Regions from separate parts of the Mus musculus genome. Here region 2 is linked to region 1. A link is a contact called in public HiCAR-type data. All regions are on one chromosome and are shown on one strand. The core of a region is the stretch at or near the end of the contact, and the rest is flanking DNA. Distances in the headings are between cores, read along the strand shown. Region 1 has its middle 18 kb from the start of Lgals9. Region 2 holds the start of Gm30875 (a long non-coding RNA gene).

Evidence for each region. HiCAR-type assays count read pairs that join an accessible place to other places.
Region 2: a contact with region 1 is called in a HiCAR-type map of embryonic stem cells, with 7 times the contacts expected there. The contact joins two enhancer-like sites. A contact is called at or near these places in 2 of 39 promoter capture datasets (the C10 cell line and hippocampal neurons) and 3 of 115 datasets of contacts at active chromatin or transcription factors (embryonic stem cells and large pre-B cells).

The regions. Positions count from the first base shown.
Region 1 is chr11:78,999,715-79,006,841 of GRCm38.p6, forward strand. No RefSeq gene overlaps it. Among named protein-coding and RNA genes, the nearest start is that of Lgals9, 18 kb to the left of the region's middle. Within about 2 kb of position 2,902, at least 150 of the 459 cell types and tissues checked have an H3K27ac peak or open chromatin away from gene starts, as enhancers often do. A contact at or near this core is called in embryonic stem cells, where this site is marked.
Region 2 is chr11:79,971,464-79,978,280 of GRCm38.p6, forward strand. Gm30875 (a long non-coding RNA gene) reads left to right here and starts at 1,532. Exons shown (of 2, transcript XR_388888.4): 1 at 1,532-1,574; 2 at 2,191-3,715. Within about 2 kb of position 4,963, at least 7 of the 459 cell types and tissues checked have an H3K27ac peak or open chromatin away from gene starts, as enhancers often do. A contact at or near this core is called in embryonic stem cells, where this site is marked.

The DNA.
Region 1 (7,127 bases), core at 1,652-4,151:
ATTTTTACTTTAAGAGTTTGTCAGCTAATGTCTTTTATATCAATGCAAAGTATTCAGAGACTCTTTCTGAATTCTTGAAAAAGTTGTTACATTTGTTTATTTTGTGTGTGGTGGGGGAGGGGGATATGCAAGCCACAGCATGCATGTGTAGGTACAGAACAGTCCTTGGGAGTCAGTTCCTTCCATCTTGAGGATCCCAGGTCTCAGGTTATCAGTCTAAGCATCTTCACCTGTAGTAGGTTGCCCTGTTTAAATGCTAATACATTAAACACCCAGCCAGAGCTGGGCGGGCGTGGTGGCGCATGCTTTTAATCCCAGCACTCAGTAGGCAGAGGCAGGCGGATTTCTGAGTTCAAGGCCAGCCTGGTCTACAGAGTGAGTTCCAGGACAGCCAGGGCTATACAGAGAAACCTTGTCTCGAACCCCCCCACACCTCCCCAAGGAAAGAAAGACAGAAAGAAAGAGGCTTGTCTGCTGTTTGGGGCTGAAGAGATGGCTCAACTCTTCCTAAGGTCCTGAGTTCAAATCCCAGCAACCACATGGTGGTTCACAACCATCTGTAATGAGATCTGATGCCTTCTTCTGGTGTTTCTGAAGACAGCTACAGTGTACATACATATAATAATAAATAAATCTTAAAAAAAAAAAAAAAGCCGGGCATGGTGGCACACGCCTTTAATCCCAGCACTTGGGAGGCAGAGGCAGGCGGATTTCTGAGTTCGAGGCCAGCCTGGTCTACAAAGTAAGTTCCAGGACAGCCAGGTCTACACAAAGAAACCCTGTCTTGAAAAACCAAAAACAAAACTAAACAACAACAAAAAAACCCAAACACCCAGGCAGATTGCCCCAGAGATTAGAGAGTCCCCAGGTAAGATGCTGAGTGACCCTGACCCTAAGTTCTTTCTTTCTTTCTTTCTTTCTTCCTTTCTTTCTTTCTTTCTTTCTAAGATTTATTTATTATTATATCTAAGTACACTGTAACTGTCTTCAGATGCACCAGAAGAGGATGTCAGATCTCATTCCGGATGGTTGTGAGCCACCATGTGGTTGATGGGATTTGAACTCAGGACCTTCGGAAGAGCAGTCGGTGCTCTTAACCACTGAGCCATCTCTCCAGCCCCCTAAGCTATTTCTGATTGGTAACTAAAGATGCCAGGAGAGACATAGATGGGGTTTAGGTTTCCAGAGCTTGGGATTGGAGGAGAGATGAGGAGGAAGAGGAAGAAGGCAGGAGAAGCTGCCATGAGTTAGGGGTCAAGAGAACGTGGCCCTTAGGGTCGCTCAATTGGATTTAAGAACAGTCCAGATGAAACATAATAAGTAACCCTCAGGGTCATCAATAGGAAAATAGATTCTGATAGCGTGGAGAGTAGAGCTGCCCAGGTGTTGTGCTGTTTTAAGGCTTATTGTCAATATAAGTCTTAGGCCTTGCTTTGTCTTTCACCCAGGAATTTAAATGGCCTAAGGTGGGGTAGAAACCTTAGGCCAGCCAGGATTTAAATACTTTCTACAACATTTACCCCCTGAGCCACTTTGCTGCCTCTAGGCTATGGCTCTTCTGAGTCCTGCCGTGAAAAAATATTGAGCATTAGTTACACCTGGGAGGAGTGCAAGCTGACTGGGAAGTGGCACAGGGGACCCTTCTGAGGGGAGGACTCCCATCAGTGAGAAAGGTGTTAATCACACTAGGCAAGAACAAGACCATTACCACCTTTTATAAAAAAAAAAAATTTTTTTTAAAGATTTATTTATTTTTTTTATGTATATGAGTACACTATTGCTCTCTTCAGACACAGCAGAATTGGGCATCAGATCCCATTACAGATGGATGCGAGCCACCATGTGGTTGCTGGGAATTGAACTCAGGTTCTCCGGAAGAGCAGTCAGTGCTCTTAACCACTGAGCCATCTCTCCAGCCCCAAGATTTATTTTTACTCATGTGTACAAGTGTTTTATCTGCATGCATGCCTGTTTGTGCAGCGCCCATGGATATCAGAAGAGGGTGTGAGATATCCTGGAGCTGGAGTTAGGGACCCTTGTGAGCAACCATGTGGATGCTGGGAATCAAATCCAGGCTCTTTGCAAGAGCAGCAAGCTATTAACTGCTGAGCCATCTCTCCAGCCCTAATATACACATACATGTATGCAATGTATTACAAATTGTGTAATATATTGCACATACATGTATATGTATGTATACACACACATACACGCACAGATCTTGCCCCACCCTCCATCACCACAAAAACCAAAATTCATGCCTTTCTGTATATGAGCAGAGACAGCAATGACCTAGAGCTGTCATCGTCTCTACTGTTATCCCATAATCTCAGAGAGGATTAGCCATAACCCAGAAAGCACCTAGTGAGGGACTGGGGGCCAGATGCCTGCAGGCTGACAGTCAGGGGTAACATGTGGGGCTCACTGCGTCACTAGGACAGGCTGTCCTCTTTCTCACTGCCCCCAGAAGCTCTTCTTCCAGCTTTTGGTTTGTGGGGACAGTGTATCATTCTGAAGCCCTGGATAGCCTCACACTCATAGCAATCCTCCTGCCGCAGGTTCCCAGCTGTGCCTCTTTTGGTGTTTACGTCTGTGTCTTGTACTCACTGGGCAATGTTTCATTCGAATGTTCACAGGGAAATCAAACCACTGTCACAATGTTTGAGCCCAATTTGAAGCAAGCTTTATTAAATACTAGCCAGGAGGATGGACACTAGCTAGGCCCATACCCAGGATTTCCAGAGAATGGCCACAAATGATGTTAGTAATTTTGGGCAGGTCAGGAGACTCCAGGTCCAGTACAGCATGAACCTGAAGTTCGGTAGGCCCAGCCTTCCTGCCTGAACAGCTGCTGAGTCATGCTTCTTGCCTGGGGAAATTGAAACTGATCCTGTGGGAAGCAGACACCTGGAGGGGTGTGGCGAAGGGAGCTAAGATTCCCTTACAAGGCAGAACAAGGACATAGGCTCATCAGGGTCTGCCCTTTGGTTCCCTCTCCAATCCTCCCTCCTTCTGGGACAAGTCTACAGGGAGAACCGGATGCTATGGAGAACTTCTTAAGGATATCAGCTGATTTCTGGGAATGGAGTGTGGGGGAGGGAACAGATGAAGCAGCTGCGTCAACTCTCCCCACCTTGAGGCTGTAACAAGCCTTAAGCAAACACATCAGCTGTAGCTAGGAAGGGACAGTTAGCACAATGTAGCTCCAGCCGCCTCAGCAATTGCAACCGGGCTGTGTGGTTGTAGGACATGGCTGGAAATTGACATTTTCTCACTGTTGTCCCCTCCAAGCTACACATTTAGGATGCTGTGAGGGCTAGGGTTTTGCTTTAAGTCTTAATTACCAAGCTTAAAGATCTATAAAACAAAAACCTCTCTAACTCATGAGCCCTGCTTGCCCAGAGACAGATAACTTCCTAGAATACTGGACACTGTGGCTCATTGGAAGATAAGAAGCCATATCATATATCTTTACTTCTGAAAGCAAGTCGGTTGGCCCAGCTGCACAGGATGTGTTTGATCAGATGTAAGCTGTAGCTGCTGAGGCGGGACGCACATCAGGATGTATGTTTGCCTCCAGTTGGACAAAGGCAGGAAGTATGTAGTCCTGTGGGGTTTGTCTTTATAAGCACCCGACTAACGTCATTTGTGGCCACTCTCTGAGAATCCTGGGTATGGACCTGGCTAGTGTCCATCCTCCTGGCCAGTATTTAATAAAGTTTGCTTCAAATTGGGCTCAAATGTTGTGACAGTGGTCTTATGCTCACCTGATTGGGTCAACAATGCATCTTAAAGAATGACTCATGTATCCAGCACAGACGACCATAGGTACTGGGTGCCAGGTCAAGGTTAAGGTCAGGGAGAAGGCCAGCTCCGGAGCCTCACAAGCCCTCCAGGAGTCTACTCTACCCATGAAGAGTCTCTGCTGGAGGGAGCGCCGTGCACAGTTCTCCCACCCTGGGATTAAGGGGATCTTTCCTTTCAAGGGGTAATAAAATAGAATCATTTGGGTTGGGCGTTATGGTGATGGAAATTACTACCTGCTGCGAAGGAAGTGAGTTTGCTCCAGGTCTGAGGAGAGTCTGTGCATGGAGCCTTGGCAGTTAGGTGAAACCAGGCAAGCATTCTAGTCTCAATACCTCTGTTTTCTCACTGTAAGTCAAAACTGGTGGCAGGTCTACTTCCGAAGGGGACTGGGGGTTAAGGAGCAGCTGGTTGTCAGGCGCTCAGGCGGCGGAGTGGGCATGCTGGGTTTTCTGTCATTTGTTTTTTCCTGGCCTGGCTATGGTAGTAAGGTGGTCTTCTGAGAAGGGTGGGTCTGGTTAAGCATAGATAAGTGCCTGCGTGGACAGGACAGCTCGCTAAGATGATGGTGACTGATGGGCTCTGTACAGACATGTATGTGCACACTCCTATCTCCAGGTAGCAAGGCAGCTCCCAGGGACTGCAGAGCACAGGTGGAGAACAAAGTACAGGGCCAGTTACACTGGAGAAGACCCAGGCCCATCCAGCAGACTCAGGGTCCAGGCTAAGGAGTCTCAAGTAGGACAGAGGTATGCTTATTTTAGAGGGATCCTTGGGTGACAAAGAGGAGGGTGTGACTAGCTGGAGGAGGCTGGAAGGTGAAGAGCACCCATGGAGCTGTGTCCTGGGAAGTCCTTGCCCGGCACAGAGGTGGTATCTGTGTGAGGAAAGGCTGGTTCACAGGTGTGAGAGGCATGGCAAGTGCAGCTGCAGGGAGAGAAGGTCATGGTACAATATTAACTGCACCGAGACGACATGTGTGATATGAAACCTGATCCTGGCAGATATCCAGTCTGCACTGTGGCCACGAGGACCCTGAAGTCCTGTCTCTAAACACATTCTATTCTTTTTTTAAAAATAATTCTATAAAGATTTATTTATTTATTATATGTAAGTACACTATAGCTGTCTTCATACACCTCAGAAGAGGGCATCAGATCTCATCACAGATGGTTGTGAGCCACCATGTGGTTGCTGGGATTTGAACTCAGGACCTTCGGAAGAGCAGTCAGTGCTCTTAACCACTGAGCCATCTCTCCAGACCAGCACATTCTATTTTTACTGGCCAATTCTATATGAGTGTGTGTGGCCCTGAGGTCCCAATAGAAACACAGGGGCATGCAGGTTGGAGGACAGAGGATCAGCATCCAGATGCCACCAATACACACTAGACATGTTTTGTGGATTTGTTTTGTTTTGATTCAGGTTCTCACTATATAGTCCTGACTAGTCCAGAACAGGTAGTATAGCTCAGGCTGGCCTCAAATTCCCAATGATCCTCCAAACTCCATTCCCTAGTTTAGATGTATACTTACTATGCCTACCTCTTAAGGAACAATGGCAGGCTGGGGAGATAACTCAAAAGGCAGCCTGGTCATGAGGGTCTGCATTTGAATCCCAAGAACCCAGGTAAAAGCTAGAACTGTGTCACAGTGTCTGTAATCTCAGCGCTTCCATGTTAAGACAGGAGAACTCGGGAGCTCAGAGACCAGCTGTCCTGGTGTGTATAGCAGAAAACAAACAAAGCCTGCATCAAACAAGGTAGAAGGCAAGGACTGGTACCTGAGGTTATAAACATGCAGATACACACACATGCACACATATAATATACACACAATACTCATACACACATACATGCAAACAATACACAAGCATATACACACTTGCACAAACATACATACACACATACATACATACAAACAAATACACACATACATACAGATACGCACAAACATAATACACATATATTGTATACATATACATGCACACAGATACACACATTCACACAATACACACACACATACATACACTGTGAGGGCTAATACTGTGTTTTAAGTTTTAATTACTGTGCTTAAGAGAACTATGAAATAAAAGTGCCCTCTAAACTGTAAGTTCTACTTGCCCAAGGACAGTTAAACCTGCAAGCCTACTTGCCCAAGGACAGATAACTTCCTAGACTGCTGAGAGTTGTTCATGTAAGATAACAAGCAAGCATTTTCGCTTCTGTGAACAAGGTTGGTTGCCTTAACTGCACAGGATACGCTTGATCACACGTAGGTGGGAGTTGTTTAGGCAGGAAGTACGTCCCCAACTGGATGAAGGCAGAAGTAGCCTTGTCAGTCATTCTCGGGGATCCTAGGTATCCTCCTGGCCACTATTTAATAAAGCTTGCTTCAAATTTTGCTCAAAAGTTGTAGTAGCATTTGATGGGATTAATAACACACATGTGCACACACATACATGCAATACTTGTATATGTGTGCCCAGGAAATGGGGCCGGGGAGATGGGGAACTCTAGCTTAGCTCATCGGTAGTGGTGGTTGTCTGGAAGTGTCAAGAGGCCTTCTATGAGAGATTAAGGCTGCGGCTTTGTAGGTGAAGGCCTTTTCCATGCTCCCCACAGTAGTTTCGATGGGAGGGACAGCCCATGTTTATCCATACTATTTACTGACTGCGTTTTCCCACCCCGAGTGGTGTCTCAGCACTTCCCTATAGACCAGCACCTGACGACATAGGGAAACACAGTTTTAATCTCTCCTTCCTACACCCCAGCGGCGGGGCAGAACACAGACCAATAAATATACATACACACACACACATGTACACACATAAGTATATGTGTATACATACATATATACACATACACAGTCATACACACACACACACACACACACACACACACACACACACACACACCACTGAGAGGCCAAACCTACTCCATCTTGGAACTGGCCTTCATCTTAAAGAAAAAAACAAATGCCTGAGAACTTGGCCTGCAGATGAACCCAAGCTGCATCTACATACCAGGAAGTACCCCATGGCTTGTCCTTGGCCAGAGTTACTCCCTAGCTACTTCCTAGCAACAGCTAATCAAAGATTAGTCTGATTATTTCAGATGTACTTTCAGACCGTTTGTAATTATATACTGTCTTGCATCAGAGCAACCACCTGTCGGCTTATAACAGACATTCAGTTAGATGCTAGGATAGACTCCACCTCACTTTCATTTTCTATAAAACCTCGTTTTGATGAGAATTCAGGGTTGCTTTGCCAAAAATCGTCCGTATGTGTGTATGTGTGGCCAGCAGTGAGCAAACCCAAAC
Region 2 (6,817 bases), core at 3,713-6,212, 970 kb after region 1:
AACAATAACAATTCAGAAAAGGGATGAAGAGAATGGTATGTATATACATACGCAATGAAGTGCATGCATACACGATGAAATGGAAACAGGACTATTGCACTCTATTACAAATTTTGTGGTGGCACACGCCTTTAATCCCAGTACTTGGGAGGCAGAGGCAGGCGGATTTCTGAGTTTGAGGCCAACCTGGTCTACAGAGTGAGTTCCAGGACAGCCAGAGCTATGCAGAGAAACCCTGTCTCGAAAAAAAAATTTAAAGAGCAAATTGAAGAGTAACATATTGTATAATCCCCTTTAGGAGTGTGTGGGAGGTGTTTAAACAAGATAAACCAGGGCTGATAAGATGGCTCCGAGGGTAAAGACACTTGCTGCTCTGCTGCCCATCTGAGTCTGATCCCTGGAACCCAAGTAGAAGTAGAAGAAAAGAGCCAGCTCCACAGATTGTCCTCTGGTCACCACAGCACAGCAGGGCTCTACACACACACACACACACACACACACACACACACACAATAATAAGTAAATAAATAAAATTTAATTGATAAGTAAATCTTGGAGAACTGTTCCCCAGACCATTCATATTTGTTATCAGGGGAACCATGTTGCCAATATGAGTAATATAATGAAGACATTGGTTTTGGTTTTTTGGTTTTTTGGTTTTGGTTTTGGTTTTTTCTGAGACAGTATAGTGTTTCTATACTATACTGTATAGTGTCCTGGAACTTACTCTGTAGACCAGGCTGGCCTAGAACTCAGAAATCCACCTGCCTCTGCCTCCCAAGTGCTGGAATTAAAGGCATGCTGGACAAGACATTGGTTTTTGTAATTTCTGTTTAAAGAAAACACTTAGGGGCTGGAACAATGGCTCAATGGTTAAGAGCACCGACTGCTCTTCCAGAGGTCCTGAGTTCAATTCCCAGCAACCACATGGTGGCTCACAATCATCTGTAATGGGATCCGATGCCCTCTACTGGTGTGTCTGAAGACAGCTACAGTGTACTCACATGCATAAAATAAATAAATAAATCTTTAAAAAAATAAAGAAAACATTTAATAGTTTAAAGAAAAGGTTCAGAATTAAGCTGCAGTTCAAATGGCATGTTCAGCATCCCTTTAGGCTTAGCGAGGGGAAAGTATACTTTACCTGAATTTCTCACCGATAACTCGAAGCAAATACCCTTGGCTTTCCTTCTAGACACTGTTAGTTTTGGTTGTTGTTGTTGTTGTTGTTTTGTTTTGTTTTTGACACTGTTAGTTTTAATTGTCAGAATCGTTTCTGTGTAAGGAACCTTGAGATTCATTTTTCATAGGCAGACCACGTTTTGTAAATGAAATGAGATTCTCATAATGAGGAGAATTGTTCTTCTGGAAGAGTCTGTGCCTTTTTGTCGCCACTGGGAACTGTCCAGGTACAAATTAACATTTTAAAAGACCTCAAATTGTTCACCCAAGCAGCTCAATTATTGGTCGCTCTTTTACAACTTGGTTTGCTAAAAAAGAAAAAAAAAAGAAAAAGAAAAAAAGAAACCCACATTCAAATTGGATCGCCTCCACCCCAGCTCTTCAACACACAGGTATTGTGGACAAGAGGCCGCTTTTTGACTACAAACCGCCTTATTCATTTAGAATAACTTCATTCATAAGGCTCATTGGACAGCTAGTCTGTGCCCATCACAGGCATCACAAAGGACTTTGCCTACCTTGTCATTAATTCCTAAGCAGCTGTGTGTTAGTACCCTCATTTAACAGATAAGCAAACCAGGCTCTAAATGAAGTTACTTGGGCAAGATCACACAGCTAGTAAGTGGGGAGCTTGCTGGGAAATCTAACGCATGGAGTAAACAAAGGTGACTAACCATGGTTCTTTTACGCAGTTTTTGTTTTGGTTACATTCGTTTTCGTTTTAAAAGCCAATGAGTGTTCTGAAGTTATAAAAATAATAGCATTCCCTCCCGGCTTACATCCTCTCTGAGTTTAACTTCACTGTGCCGTTATATGAAACTTCTCTAGCTATTTCTATCGATCTGTCACCAGATTTTTAGATGTTCCTTAGAACCAACGTGTAGCACTTCGGTGTTATTCAGATACCGCCCCGCCCCCCCCCCCCCCCATTAGCTCCCCGGGTTCTTTTCTACCTCTACCAGGAGCCTTCTTCCTTCCACAGCTTGACAGCTCTTATTATGCTTTTAGGCATAGAATCAACCCATTGTGGCTCACTTTGATCCGAACACGCCTTGTAGTGACTTGCGGGGCAGGGCTGAGAGACTCGGTACCGGGGAGTCGCGGGAGTCGGGAACACACTGCCGAGCCGCCACCTGCCCTCCTGCCTGCACATTTCCTTTGAGCAGAGCCTTTGAGGGCTGCGAAGCTGGAGGAGTTAGGGTAAGACAGTGAGGGCAGCGCTTAGCTAGTTAGGAGGTGAGAATCTCCGCCACGCCAGGGTGGGAAGAAAGGGTCAAGTCTGAGGTGAGGATGGAGATAGGTCCTAGGTATAGAAGAGGGTTCCAGGTCTGGTGTGAGAGTGGAGAGAGGATCAAGATGGGAGACAGAGATCAAGATCTGAAGTGATGAGAAGGATTCATGTCTTAGAAAGGCTGAGGGGAGGTCCTGGGAGGATGTGTGGGTCTTCAGTGATGGATTGGTTAAGACTAGAATTGGAAAAGGGACCCAGGTCTGAAGAGGGGTGGGATTGAGGCTGGGGTGAGAGAGGGATCTAGGTCGGAGGTGGGGTGGGAACGGGAGCACTAAGACTGGTGGAGTCCGCACTGGCGAACGGACAGGTCTTAGTTAGCTGGGTGTCGCAGCTCCGGGTGCAGGAATGGAACCGATGCTTTCCTCACGGAGCAGGCACCGCCCTAAGGAAGTCTCCCGCCGGCCCGGGTCCGCGACTGCGCTCGCGACAACAGGACCGGGTCACCATCCTCCCGCCTGGCCTCAGCTCCCTGATCCTTCTCCGAGCGAGCGACGGACCGGCCTCTGCCCACCACACGTTCCTTGTGAAAGCAGGCCGTGGGCGGTGCCCGGGCTTCAGCCTTCCCAGAAGCCGCTTTTCCTGGGGCTCTTGAGTTGAGGAGAGCACTCCCTGCCGTTTCCCCCAAAGCAGGTGATTATGAAGTCTTCATCAATCTGAAAGGGGGTTCAAGACTGCAGGAAAACTCTGTCTTTACGGAGAGACGAGCGGAGTCTGGTTCCCACTAAGTGTGGTATTGTCGCTGGTCCCTCGCCAGTTCTGCTCTTCATTCATCTTCTTCAATTCTCCCCCCAAAGGGCAACTCAATTGTGGGCTAAATAAAACTTTAATTTACATTATTATGGAATCAAAGCTACTGTTCACGGTGTCCCTGTGTAGTATAACGCAGCGGTATTTCCTTTACCAGCCTTTTGTTTTTCCCGGGATCAGTTATTATGAAATGTGGTTTATTAAGCTTTCTATGTACTCATGATCCATTAATGTCCCCTCTAATGCGCTGTCCGAACTGTAAATATTCACAATGTCTTCCTAATACGATCGTGACTGCGGAACGGTTGAATAGGAAGCCAATTGCACAACTGTTGTTCTAGGGTTTCTCTTCACTGTCGTCCTGGGATTTCAGCTCTTGTGTGAGTCCCTTGTGATCTGGATTCTGTATTTATTTTTCCTTTAGTTTGGTAGGGCACATTCTCCAGTAACTTTCTGAAAAGGGGTAAGATGATAAAAAAAAATTAAAGATCTTAATTGTCTCAAAATTTCTTTGGTTGATCACCTCACTTGATTAATGTGGTAATTTGTCTGATTATATGATTCTTTTTGCTTGTTAGGTTTTGGTTTTTCAAGACAGGGTTTCTCTATTTTTGATATTCTGAAAAGGCAGGAAGACATGCCTTAATGTGTGTCTTTTCATTCATTGAGCTGGGTAGCCCGGCTCAGTTTAGCTAGGTTTGGGTTTAGTTCTGGAAATGTTTTTGTGTTGCTTAGTTTCCCTTCACATTGTTCATTCTGTTTCTGTTCCAGCTTCATTTCTCTTGTTGTGATAAAAACACTCAGACAAAAGCAACTCAGCGGAGACGGGATCTGCTTTAGATGGCAATTTCAGGCTGCATGCACAGTCCATTATTGTGGGGAAGTCAAGGTGGCAGGAACTTGAGAACAGCTAGTCTCAGGCAAGGGGGGGAGGGGCAGGAAAAAGGGAGAGAGAGAGAGAGATGTATGTAAGCTAACTTGCATTCAACACCCTCTCTAAACTTACATGGTCCTCAAACTCCTGGCCTAAGGAATGGTACTACCCCCAGTGGCCTGGATCTTCACAGAGAATCAAGATAATCTCCCACAGGCCAACCTGATCTAGACAGTCCCTCACTGCGACTCTTCCCAAGTGATTCTATATTGAGTCAAAATGACAATTAAAAGTAATTATCACAGGCTGGTGAGATGGCTCAGTGGGTAAGAGCACCCGACTGCTCTTCCGAAGGTTCAGAGTTCAAATCCCAGCAACCACATGGTGGCTCACAACCATCCATAACGAGATCTGACTCCCTCTTCTGGAGTGTCTGAAGACAGCTACAGTGTACTTACATATAATAAATAAATAAATCTTTAAAAAAAAATAAGGAACCATCACAATCTCATCACACACACACTCCACTCACCTCTGCATCTTGCAGCAGTAAATCTCCAACCCAACTATGCCCTGGCAATGATAACACAACTCAGTTTATTTGAATACATGCTGTGAGCCTAGATTGGGCAGATCTACTGCCACACTATTCTATGAGACCCCTTAGAACTTGTGGTTTCTCCAGGCCATGTGCTTCTGCTCCACTTTTCTTCTTCCTCCTCCTCTCCCTCTCCATTTTCTCTATCTTCTCTCCCCCTCAACCTTCCCCTCCACCTTCCCTTTTATCTGCCCAATCATCAGCTCTCCTTTATTTTACAAATTAAGGTGGGGTGCAGGTTTGCAGGAAATCCCCTGAGTGCTGACTCATTCCTTGTTCACAGCCCCTCACAGGAATTAACATCAAATATGATCAGCCCCAGGGCTGGCAACAGCATCTCTGCTCTTTCTTTCTAAATTCCAGGTATTGGTATCCTGGAATGTCCAAATCATTCTCTTCCTTTCTTCTTTCCCCTCACACCCCTGGATACATTTATTTTTTAAATCCTTCTACTCTTCCAGATCGAACCATTTATATAGTACTTTATACTAATATTTTCAACAATGGTATGTATGCTAGTCAATGCTCAGTCACCACCTGGCTCTTTTTGTTGTTAGATTTTTAAAAATTTGTTAAACCGGGCAGTGGTGGAGCACGCTTTTAATCCCAGCACTTGGCAGGCAGAGGTGAAAGTATAACAAAGTAAAAACAGAATTCTAGGCCTTTAGGCCCAGGCTTGGGAATGTGGCCTTTGTAAAGGTATGCTAATCATAAAACAGATAGGGACATTCCTCTACCGACCCGCTTCCTGGGTTCAAAGAGTGTTCATTCAAAGAAAGTCACCCTGACCATTGCTGGAACCCGCTATGCAAATGTGCTTTTGTTAGGGGCTCTTAGAAACTGTTTTGAGAAATAACCCTCACAATTACCAGGTATTCCTCGTGGTGACTCTTGTAACTTTGCACTTCCTTGTGACTCTTTCCCCCCCCCCCCCCCCCAGACAGGGTTTCTCTGTATAGCCCTAGCTGTCCTGGAACTCACTTTGTTGACCAGGCTGACCTCGAACTCAGAAATCCGCCTGCCTCTGCCTCCCGAGTGCTGGGATTAAAGGCATGCGCCACCACGCCCGGTTCCTTGTGACTCTTAACTGGTATTTTTGGTATTTTCCAACAACGCCCTTCCCACCTCCTTGAGTTGTGGTTTCTTCCTTTAAATACCCCCTTACTCGGGGCACCACGGTCCTCTACCCCTGCGTGGTGTATGACCATGGGCCCTAGAGCGCTCTTGAATAAAAAAATCCTCTTGCAGTTTGCAGCGAGACCGTTTCTTGTGGGTGATTTTGGGGTGTCGCCTCTCCTGAGTCAGAACGTGGGGGAGTCCTCATGTTGTGGGTCTTTCAGAGGCAGGCAGATTTCTGAGTTCCAGGCCAGCCTGGACTACAGAGTGAGTTCCAGGACAGCCTGGGATACACAGAGAAACCCTGTCTCAAAAAAAAAAAAAAAACCACCAAAAAAAAAAAAAAAAGAATGCTCAGGAGAATTGGTAAAAGTGTTTAGCTTTACACTCAATCCCTTGAAACCACATAAAGGTGGAAGAAGAGAACCAGTACACAAAGCTGTCCTCTTGTCCTCTTCCCTACACAGTGTACTGGTTTTGTGTGTGTGTGTGTGTGTGTGTGTGTGTGTGTGTATGTGTGTGTGTATAACACAAGGTGCAACATGTGGATGATTTTTAACTTTATGACTCAGAAGCTAGCTCAGAGAGGCTGAGAAAGCACCTAGTGGACCTTCCTCGTCAACTGATGTCCCACCAGGAATGCCGCTCACCATGCCCTCTCAATAAACCTCCTTCCAATTCATTGTCCCTCCATTCTACTTCCTGTGCTACTTCCTCTTACTCTCTCTGTTTTTCTTTTTTTTCTTTTTTTTTTTTTCTTTCTTTTTTTTTTTTTTTTTTTTTTTTTTTTTGGTTTTTTCGAAACAAGGTTTCTCTGTGTAGCCCTGGCTGTCCTGGAACTCACTTTGTAGACCAGGCTGGCCTCGAACTCAGAAATTCACCTGCCTCTGCCTCCCAAGTGCTGGGATTAAAGGCATGTACCACCACGCCTGGCTCTTTCTGTTTTTCTTTTCAAAGATTTATTTTTTTAAATTTTTAAAACATTTTTTTAAATTAATTAATTATTATA